2 separate regions of the Sus scrofa genome follow, and region 1 is linked to region 2. Evidence: chromatin contacts called from public HiChIP or PLAC-seq data. All regions are on one chromosome and are shown on one strand. Each heading gives the region's core, a stretch centred on a gene start, on an enhancer-like site or on the middle of the called end of the contact. The rest is flanking DNA. Distances are from core to core; before and after follow the strand shown. Region 1 overlaps LOC102165110 (a long non-coding RNA gene). Region 2 overlaps LOC106505045 (a long non-coding RNA gene).

Evidence for each region. HiChIP or PLAC-seq counts read pairs in DNA pulled down with a chosen protein or histone mark.
Region 1: an H3K27ac HiChIP or PLAC-seq map of skeletal muscle shows a contact between it and region 2. The contact joins two enhancer-like sites. A contact is called at or near these places in 5 of 47 Hi-C or Micro-C datasets (heart right ventricle, liver, retroperitoneal adipose tissue and 1 more) and 1 of 2 datasets of contacts at active chromatin or transcription factors (skeletal muscle).

The regions. Positions count from the first base shown.
Region 1 is chr9:131,180,749-131,185,539 of Sscrofa11.1, forward strand. It overlaps LOC102165110 (a long non-coding RNA gene), which reads right to left. Exons shown (of 5, transcript XR_305729.3): 5 at 1,651-2,870. Among named protein-coding and RNA genes, the nearest start is that of DTL, 92 kb to the right of the region's middle. Within about 2 kb of position 2,808, at least 16 of the 83 cell types and tissues checked have an H3K27ac peak or open chromatin away from gene starts, as enhancers often do. A contact at or near this core is called in skeletal muscle, where this site is marked.
Region 2 is chr9:131,113,641-131,118,336 of Sscrofa11.1, forward strand. All of the region lies in intron 1 of LOC106505045 (a long non-coding RNA gene), which reads left to right. Among named protein-coding and RNA genes, the nearest start is that of PPP2R5A, 40 kb to the left of the region's middle. Within about 2 kb of position 2,606, at least 15 of the 83 cell types and tissues checked have an H3K27ac peak or open chromatin away from gene starts, as enhancers often do. A contact at or near this core is called in skeletal muscle, where this site is marked.

The DNA of each region.
Region 1 (4,791 bases), core at 1,558-4,057, 67 kb after region 2:
AAATTTAATTTACTGGAGGGGAAGCACCTGTAATCCCTGTTTGGAAAAATGTCTGCTTAATGGCAATTCTCCCGGATGTGACCCACTTGACAATAAAAGTTCCAATGGAATCAGTTCTCACTGTAGCCCAGTTTACGTATAGATATAATGAGACATTTGGCTAGCTATTTGGAAATGACTGGGTCTTCCAGAAAGCTTAATCCTCCCCATACATATTCTCTGATTTTATCAGGATCTTCAGTGTTTCCAGCCCTTCATTTTCTACCAGTTTAGCACACCTCCTGGCATATTTTCCTTCTACATCCTGCCTGAAATTCATCACATACCCTCTGGAACTCTTAGCACCCAAGCTCCCTGGTTTTCCTGTCCCGACTTCTCTATAGATCATCAGCCTTGCATTAATCTAGCCATTCCCTCTTCTTCTAGGTCAGGCCTATTGAACCCTTTATCAAGGCCTAGGCTTTTGCTCCAACACGGCCAGCAGGAATTAGAGGGAAAGGATCCACCTTTGATGTCACTGGCGGGAACCAGTGGAACTGCAGGACCAAGAATTGGCCCAGAGCAGCCAGGACAATTGTTACATATAAGGGGATTGAGCAAATATGTAATACATTGAGGATAACGAGAGCCACTCATTGTTACTAAAGGGAGTTGCAGATATGAAAAGGGGAAGGCAAAAATAAACCCTGTGATATAGGGTTGCAACTGGAAATACTGGTGGGAACTCATGGTTTTTGACAGATAGATGTGCATGGAAACATGGAAATAGATATAGATGTGCATGTGTGTGTATAAATGTTTATATATGTATATGTGTATAATTTCCTGGCTCTGGACACTGAGAAGACAGGGGCCTAGAAGTAATAAATGATACCCCAGGAGCAATGAGCATAGTGGAAGCAAGCTTCCTTGGAAAAATGGCTAATTTGAGGGTCAGGGCAGGGAAGTATGAATCTAGAGCCCATTGCCAAAAGTAACAAAGTGCTCCAAGAATTATGGGACATACCAAGAAGACCCAGGAGATAACTGGAAGGGATTCCTACTGGTTGTATGTGTGGATATTTTTTTTTTTTTTTTTTTTTGCTTTTTAGGGCTGCACCCATGGCATATGGGAGTTCCTAGGCTAGGGGTCGAATCAGAGCTATGGCTGCCAGCCTATGCCTCAGCCACACCAATGTGGGATCTGAACTGCATCTGCAACCTATACCACAGCTCTCTCGGCAATGCCAGATCCTTTAACCTACTGAGCGGGGCCAGGGATCAAACCCATGTCCCCATAGATACTAGTCAGGCTTGTTACCACTGAGCCACAATGGGATTCCTGTTTTGACAATCTGAAGGTCAAAAAAAAGAAACAGTAGTAATCAATTATAATCACTGAATAAAATAGGAATTCATGAGTCAAAATAATAGTTAAAATAAAAAACTAACAATTTGTGGGGCTTATAAAATATATGGAAATAATTAAGTATATAAAATAGTGAAAGAGTCAGAAAGAGGGTAAATATAGTATATTATTGTATGTTTCTTACCTATACATAAGTGATATAATAGTTTAATATTATTTCAAGATATACCTGTGATAACTTAAAATGAAAATTATAATTTCTAGAGTAATGACTAAAATAAACAAAATTCCCATGATAAAGAGCTAAAATGTCAACAGAGAAGATAGAACACTGAAAAAAAATTTTTTTTTGCTTTATACAAAAGCAAGCAGGAATACAGCTTTAAAAAAGGAACAGAGAATAAATGGGATAAACTGAAAGTGAATAGCAAGAGAGTTGACTTAGAAGTCAGCTCTGTCGATAATTATACTAAATATAAATGGTCTAAATAACAATTAAAAGGCAGGTTGGATAAATAGTAGAATGCTCTAGGAAGGCTTCACTATAAGGTGACAATTGAGCAAACACTTGAAGGAGACGAGGTAACACGACATGCAGATAATACAGTGTTTCAGACAGAGAAAAGAACATATCCAACACTGATTTGGACCATTTTAAAGACAGAGAGCTGATTAGCAGACACTGCTCAGAGGTGAGGCTGACTAGATTCTCAATGATTGAAATGACCAGGAATATTCCTAGGATTTTGCACATTCTCCTACAATTATATAAGTATTATATATGTAATATATACTCTCTATATATATATATATTCCTAGGATTATATAATTACCATAGCCTCAGAGCTTTGCAGGACTATCCCTCAGAACATGACTAGTTCTAACTCTTAAATATGCCTTTTCTGACCTCATTTGTTCCCTGTGCTCTATCACAAGCTCCTGTACTCCACCACAGGTCTTCAAAGTTTATGGTGACAATGACCATAGAGTCATAGAATTAGGGATTAGAAGCTATCTCAAGGGTCATCTGGCTCCAACCTCACATCCGTGGTATGGCTGACAGATGAGTCAGCGTCACATCCCATGGGAATGATTTCACACCTTCCAGGACCAATTCTTCAATTCATGGATGGTTCTACAAGAAAGATCTTTCTTCCATGGGGCACAAACCTGCCTTGCTGTAGTTGAATTTTTTCTGCATCTAAGTCACCATGGTGAATGTCTCACCATATGTAGCGAAGGAGACAGAAAGTGCAAGAGTTTCAAATCGACCATAAGTTTCTTGGCTTTCATCACCTTCACAGGACCTGTCAAATGGTTTAGTTTTCAAAACTTAAACCCTTGGCCTTCACTAAACCTTCCCAGTATCTTCTGTCAAGAGACTTCCTGGACTTCTGAAGGGAAAGTAAACCAAATGGGCGTGTGTTTCTCATCAGTGAAAGCCAAGTGCTTCCAGAGGCCAGCTGGGCTATTTTTGTCTGTGGGTTGTGGATGGTTGCCAAGATTGAGCAGAGGTGTTTGCCTGTGGTAAAGAGAGAGAGAGAGAGACCAATGGAGGTTACTACTGATGCAGGAGAAGGAAGGCTTATGAATAGGATTTAGAAGCTGAGAGCCTTGTTGAGATGGTCCTAGCTCTATCTTCATGCTCAGACCTCTCCTCTCCTCCCTTGCACCTTCTCATCTGTGGGCTCAAGGCTGCTATGGGATTCATTTCTCTCTTAACAGGAAGCAAATATCAAGCCTTTGGATGGGCGAGGTCTTGCAGTAACCTCATCTTACAGTATGATGCTCTGATTGCCGCTACCCTGAGTCCAAAGTGTCCTCTCCCCCATCATCACTAATGGGGCTCAGCACTGCTTTGGATGGAAGCAGGAAGCTGGGGTGGGAGGACAGAACCACCGGAGGTAGCCCAAAACCTCAAAGGAGATAAGTTAATCTGAGGGAGTTGGGGATTGATTCAGATTCAAAGACTGAGTGTTGTCTAGAGAGACACCATCTCCACAGGCCCCAAACTGCTTGGGTTTCACAGCCATGAATTAGTGACCAGGTAGACCTGAGATTAAATGGAAGCAGTTTGGGCACAAGCCAAAGCAGAGTCCTGGCTTATTGTAGCATTTACACTTCCACTACGGGCCCATGTGTATGGAATAGACACACATGAATGTGCGTTCAGGGTAAATTTTAAAAACACAGATTTTTAAATACAGGTTAAAACACAGCTTTCTGGCCTCTGCTCTTAGGAATTCTGACTCAGGCAGTCTGAGCAGGACCCAGAAAGCTATCTTTTGGAAACTTTCCCAGATGACTCTGGTGTGTGTTTGGGAATCATCAGCTTAAAGGACTGGCGGTCAGGCAGACACCTGTGCTGAGTCCCTTGTCTGTTGACATCTGAACTTCCTGTCCTCAGCTGTGGTACTCTGTGAGCCTTATCATTTCTCTCACCTCCCCATGACGTGATTACCTCCCTGCCCAGCTTTAGCAGGTCTCAGGGCTGCTGTGAGCTAATGATAAAGAATACCTAGCACAGTACCTGGTACTCAATAATCACTCAGTAAAAGTCAGTTATTTTTCTTACTATCTCTGGTTAGAATTATATGATGAGCCTGAATTGTATGACCCTTTAGACCACACAATCATACCTCTTGAAAATAGCAGAATTAGGTCCACTCCTACCTCCTACACTAATCCCTGGAATCTCCAGGAAACCTCCTGTTTGCCCCCATTGGATTCTCATTTGGTGCCAGTCTGATTTTCTTGGGTTTGCTTTCTATTCTTTTGGCAGGATCTGGAGCAGGTGCAATCCCTTTGTGTTTGTTTTGAAATGCTCTCCACTGGTTGAGAGGAGTTGGGCCTCCCACTCACAGTGTTTTGGTGGTTTGTTTCCATTCCTTTGTGGTTGTGTTTATTGTGGTGTTACTTGGAACTGAACGGTAGTTTCTTTGGAGGCAGAGGGATTTTGTAGACACTGTGTGAAATTCCTTGTCCTGGGAGGGTCCCCCAGAATGTAATACAATATCTCTGCTGGCTCTAGAACTATCCAGAGTAGACAGGATTCTCCTGTTATAACTAGAACTAGAGTAAATGCAGAATTCACTCATTTGTTATCTATTCAGCTGATGTTTATAAGCACTGATTTTGTTTGTTTTTGTCTTTTTAGGGCTGCACTTACGGCATATGGAGGTTCCCATGCTAGGGGTCGAATCGGAGCTGGCAGCGCTGGATCCTTAACCCACTGAGCAAGGCCAGGGATCAAACCCGCATCCTCACGGATACTAGTCGGGTTTGTTAACTGCTGAGCTGCGACGGGAACTCCTGTGAGCACTGTTAATGTGCCAGGCATTATACTAATACTGGGAAGAAAAGGAGGCCCCCGCCATTTAAGCCCAAATCCCCCTAATCCCCTCTCCAGCCCATCAATTACAACACTGCCAGGTTAGCCTTCG
Region 2 (4,696 bases), core at 1,356-3,855:
GTTCCAGGCGACCAAGTCCATGCTGAACAAAGTGTCCGACTTTGATAAGCCAGAGATTCGTGCTAATGCTGTATGTCTCACCCTGAATTCTGGAAGAGCCCCTCTCTGGCGTCTGCTGTGGGTCTCATTTTCTCGTTTTTGGAGCATAGAAGCCCAGGGAGCAGGGAACCGAGGTGTCTGCCTGCCTTGCACATGTTGCCAAACATCTTTCTTCTTCCATTTCTTCAACTGCTTTCCCACGTCCCAAGGTACAAAGATTAAATCAGGAGTTCCCATCGTGGCTCAGCGGAAATGAATCTGACTAGCATCCACAGGACGCAGGTTTGACCCCTGGCCTTACTCAATGGGTTAAGGATCTGGCGTTGCTGTGGCTGTGGTGTAGGCTGGAGGCTACAGCTCCAATTGGACCCCTAGCCTGGGAACCTCCATATGCTGCGGGTGTGGCCCTAAAAAGACGACACCAGAAAAAAAGATTAAATCAATGGATATGAAAGGCACTGAGAAATATAACATGCTCACAAATATAATGATTTAAAAAAAAAAAAAAACTTTTGGCTTTTTAAAAAAAGGAATCTTGGGCAATGAAGGGGAAAAGTTTCAAAGAATGGGGCTGAGGTTCCCTGGAGCCCTTGGTGGGGTCTGAGTCTCATCATGACCCCAGGCCCAGCCCGTGACCACACATTCATTAACCCGATAACTAGAATTCTGTTTGGCCCTCCCAGGCCACAGCAGGACTGATGATAAAGCTCCACAAGGGGCCCCAGAAGAACGAAGAGGTAGGGAGAGAAAGAAAGCAGGGTCTCTAAGCAAGAGTGAGGGGAAAACGGAGCCCAGTGGATGAGCGAGGGCAGGTGACAGGTGACAGATAAAGAAGCAGGGGTAAAGGACAACAGAGAGGAAACAGAGCTGACTGGGTGGGAGGGTGATGGGTGCCCTTGGCAGCTGCTCCTGGAATGTCCACATCCTGGGCTTCCCAGCTACGGTTCTGTGGTGCAGGCCACCTTTGCCACAAGCAGCCCTGCTCTCAATCCTCTGGCCATCTTCCCAAATTCTCTGAGGGGGAAACAAGTCCAGCAGGGTCTCCGGGGCCGTCTGACCTTGACCCCCGCAGATCTCCCGCAGGCCTTGGGCAGAAAGCAGCCAGGAGACCAGGAAGCAGAGGCCCCGATCCGGCCAGCAGACAGAGGGCCCTCAGTGAGTGTGCCAGCCTGTAAATTGTCCTTTTGTTTTGCAGGCTTTACCGAACACAGTTTTATTTCATGTGACTCTGTTATTTCAGGAGGAGTAAATATTGCCGGCGGTCTGTTTAAAAAGGCCAATGACCTGAAATGCTGGTTTGTTTTTTCTCTTTTCTTTTCCATTTGAATTATCTCCAAGGGACAGGCCTGCCCAGGCATCACACAGTTTTAAGTGGTTGGCGCGTAGCTCTAACTTTCCCTTTTTGTTTCGTGAGATGCTGGGCTGGCAAACAAAAGGGAGAAAAGATATGAGATAAGGATATGAAGAGCTGACCTAGGCCCAAGGAAAGAGGGGGAGAGGGCCAGCGTGCAACCCGGAAGAGGGCCCAGGGCCCTCGGCTCCCTGCTGCCTTCGCTGCTTCCGGAGCTGGTGTTTGACCTATAATTATAGCCGCTTTCCTCTGATTTCCTCTGTGAAAATAGCAACATTCAGACTCAGCGCAGAGTGGAAAAAAGACTGCATAAAGGATCAGGGATTTATAAATACAGATAAAATTACAGGATTGTTAGTTTCGTTCTCTGAAGAGCGGGTTTGGAAGTGGGGGTGGGGGGAGCTGACGGCTCTCAAAACCCGTCTCGAGTCCTAACACACCCAGGTGTGCCTCTTTGGGGGCCCAGGCAAAGAAGATGCCCTACAGGGCTTTTCCCACTGGATGGGCAGTCACTGTGGAAAAAGGATATCCTTCCCGGGCACATCCCGCTCCCCAGGTTTGTATTTGGACATCTCAGGGGTTTTCCCTCCGCATCTCGTTTTCTTCTCAGACTCATTATCTCTAAGGAGGGGGTAGAGGATATCCTTGTCTCATAAAATACCTCCCAGTCTTCTGGGACCTGCTTTCCTCCCAGACAAACAATGTGATCATATTGGAATTGTCACGTTCTTAGAACCACCCTGGTCGTCATTGTTCACGCACACCAGCCCTCCCATGGGAGAGATCATCAGGAAAAGTCATCTCTGGTGAAGGAGACTGTCAGATGGACGTATGGCCATGGAGAGGGGAGGGAAGCCACCTTGAGTGAGAATCCGAGACAAGAGGCCGAGAAAAAGGCTTGTCCCGAAGTCTCTGGGTTCTGTGGTTCCTGAGCCTGGCTTCTTGCATCTCTGAGCTTTGCTTCATCTGGATACTCGACCTTTCCTTGAATTCCATGCATTTTGCCTAAACTCTTTCAAGTGGGGTTTCTGGTGTGCGCAACCAAAAGCCTGGACTAAGATGACGGCACTAACGCCAAGAACTCTCCAGGGAAGCTGACGAAGCCATGTTATCTGTAAAGCTTCTCAAAACTAGTTTCACAGAGGGTTAAGTGCAATATTTATAGTCTGCTGACTGCATGGCTGTCACTACTCTCCTTTCCAGAAAGATAGATGGTAGGAGGAAGAGTGAAAATATTCCGAGCAGCATTTATGACCCAGCTGCTGAAGAAGAGGAAGGACCACGGCTCCGCCTTCCTGTGGAATCACATTATAAGCTTTCCAGATAGGAGATTTCCAGAAAGATTGCAAGATGTCTTAACTCCCCCTATCAGATCTACAGTAAGTTAAGCTCACATTTCTATGTTTGCTTCTCAGTAGAGCCGGAGAAGACTGACTGACCCTCCTGAGCCTAACAGCCTGTCCTATGCTTAGAGCTGTCGCTCCCATGCTAAATGAGTCCAAACTTCTTTGGGTATCAGTGGGGCAAATGGAATGGCCTGGCATGACGGTGTAAAAAATGCCCTGAACAGGAAGTCCGGAGACCTGGATTCCAGCTGAGGTTTTACCACCAAGCCCTTAGAAGATGTGCTAAGCCTCTGGGTCATTTCCTCATCTGCCAGACAAGGAATTGGGTGAGACCATTTCTAAAACCCCTTCCAGCTCTTCTGCGCCATGAAATACAATGACTCAAAGGTAAATTCCCAGCCTACGATCATTCTCCACCATGAATACTATTTGCTTTCCACCAAAAGCAGGAGGGACAAAGAGGAGAGAGAAAAACAATAAGGACAACTATGCTGATTACAAACAGTCATTGTGGAAATGGAAAGAAATAATATATAAAAGCCTTTAGAAGAGTGCCTAGCATGCAGCAGATACTGCTATTGTTATTACGCCTCTGCTAGTGGGATTTGCTCTACCTAGAATCTCAGGAATTTAAAGAGTCTTACAGGTCACTGATATGTACAAGGACAAGCAGATGACTTCAGATATCCTGCTATTATTAGTTTACTTTTTAAATACTTCGGTTCCTTCCAGCAAATTCCTGACCTCCTTGAGGGCCTGGTTAGGCCTTGGGTTCCATGTGCCTTCTAGGGTGCCTTGTGCCAGCTAAGGGCCTCATAGATGGTTGACTCTGCTGATTGATGAGAGGGGATTTTCCGTGCAGCCCCAGCACAGCCAGTGTGGACCAGTGGAGTGGTCAGTGGCGCCAGTGGCCCAGCTTCCCCTCCCTCGCCAAGGCCTCTCCGGAGTGATCCTCCCTGGAAGGCCCCAGTGCCAGAAGCCCTTGCCCACAAGCGGAAGCCTAGTGCTGCGTGCAGAGCTGAATTCTTGGGACTGGAAGTCATCGCATCCTGCCTCGTGTGTGGGCTTAGGAAAACATCCCTACCAAGTCTCATCTAGCGCTTCCTTTGGCGTGTGCCAAGAGCCAACAAATATAGGGGTCCAATCTGTTTTGGGGATACCTCCTACCAGGAAGGCAGCACCCCTGCCTGCTTCCTGAGACGTAGTCTGGTTTCCCTTTCTGGGGTGTCCCTGAGGCTAGAGCTCTGAACAAACAATGGAACAAAGGCAATGAAAGTGGTTGATCCTTCTCAGCCCTTTGGTCTCTTCCGGATGCACCTGCTGACTTACCTGGGCCACGAAACAAGAGCCTTAAATGCCCGATTGCTGGGCAACTCCAGGCACCCATTAGCTGGACAGAAGCTTGGTCAAGGAGGACCATGAGAGAGAAAGGAGTTTCAGAGGAGCAGCAGCTACTAAAGGTGTTGGTGAGCAGGGAGTTAGTGTGTCTTTAGCGTTCCTCTGTGCCAGGTGTTATGCTGGGTGTGTTGCGTAAGAGTAATGATAATATTGACAGCTAACACGTTGCACATGCCACCTGCCAATGACTATTCCAAGCCTTTTACACGTATCAACTCATTTAATCACTGCTCCAAATCAGTGGAGTAGGTAGTATTGTTATCTCCATCTTATCATGAGGAAATTGAGGCACAGAGACACTAAACAACTTAAGTTCCCATGGTTACATGTACGAGATGCCTACTCAAAAGCTTTTCAATCAGCTATGATCATGGGCGTTCCTCTTGTGTCTCAGCAAGTTAAGAACCTGACGTTGTGTCCATGAGGATGTGGGTTTGAACCCTGGCTTCATTCAGGTGGTTAAGGATCTGGTGTTGCCGCAACTGGTAGCATAGGTTGCCGATGTGGCTCGGCTCTGGCGTTGCTGTGGCTGTGGTGTAGGCCTGCAGCTGAAGCTCCCATT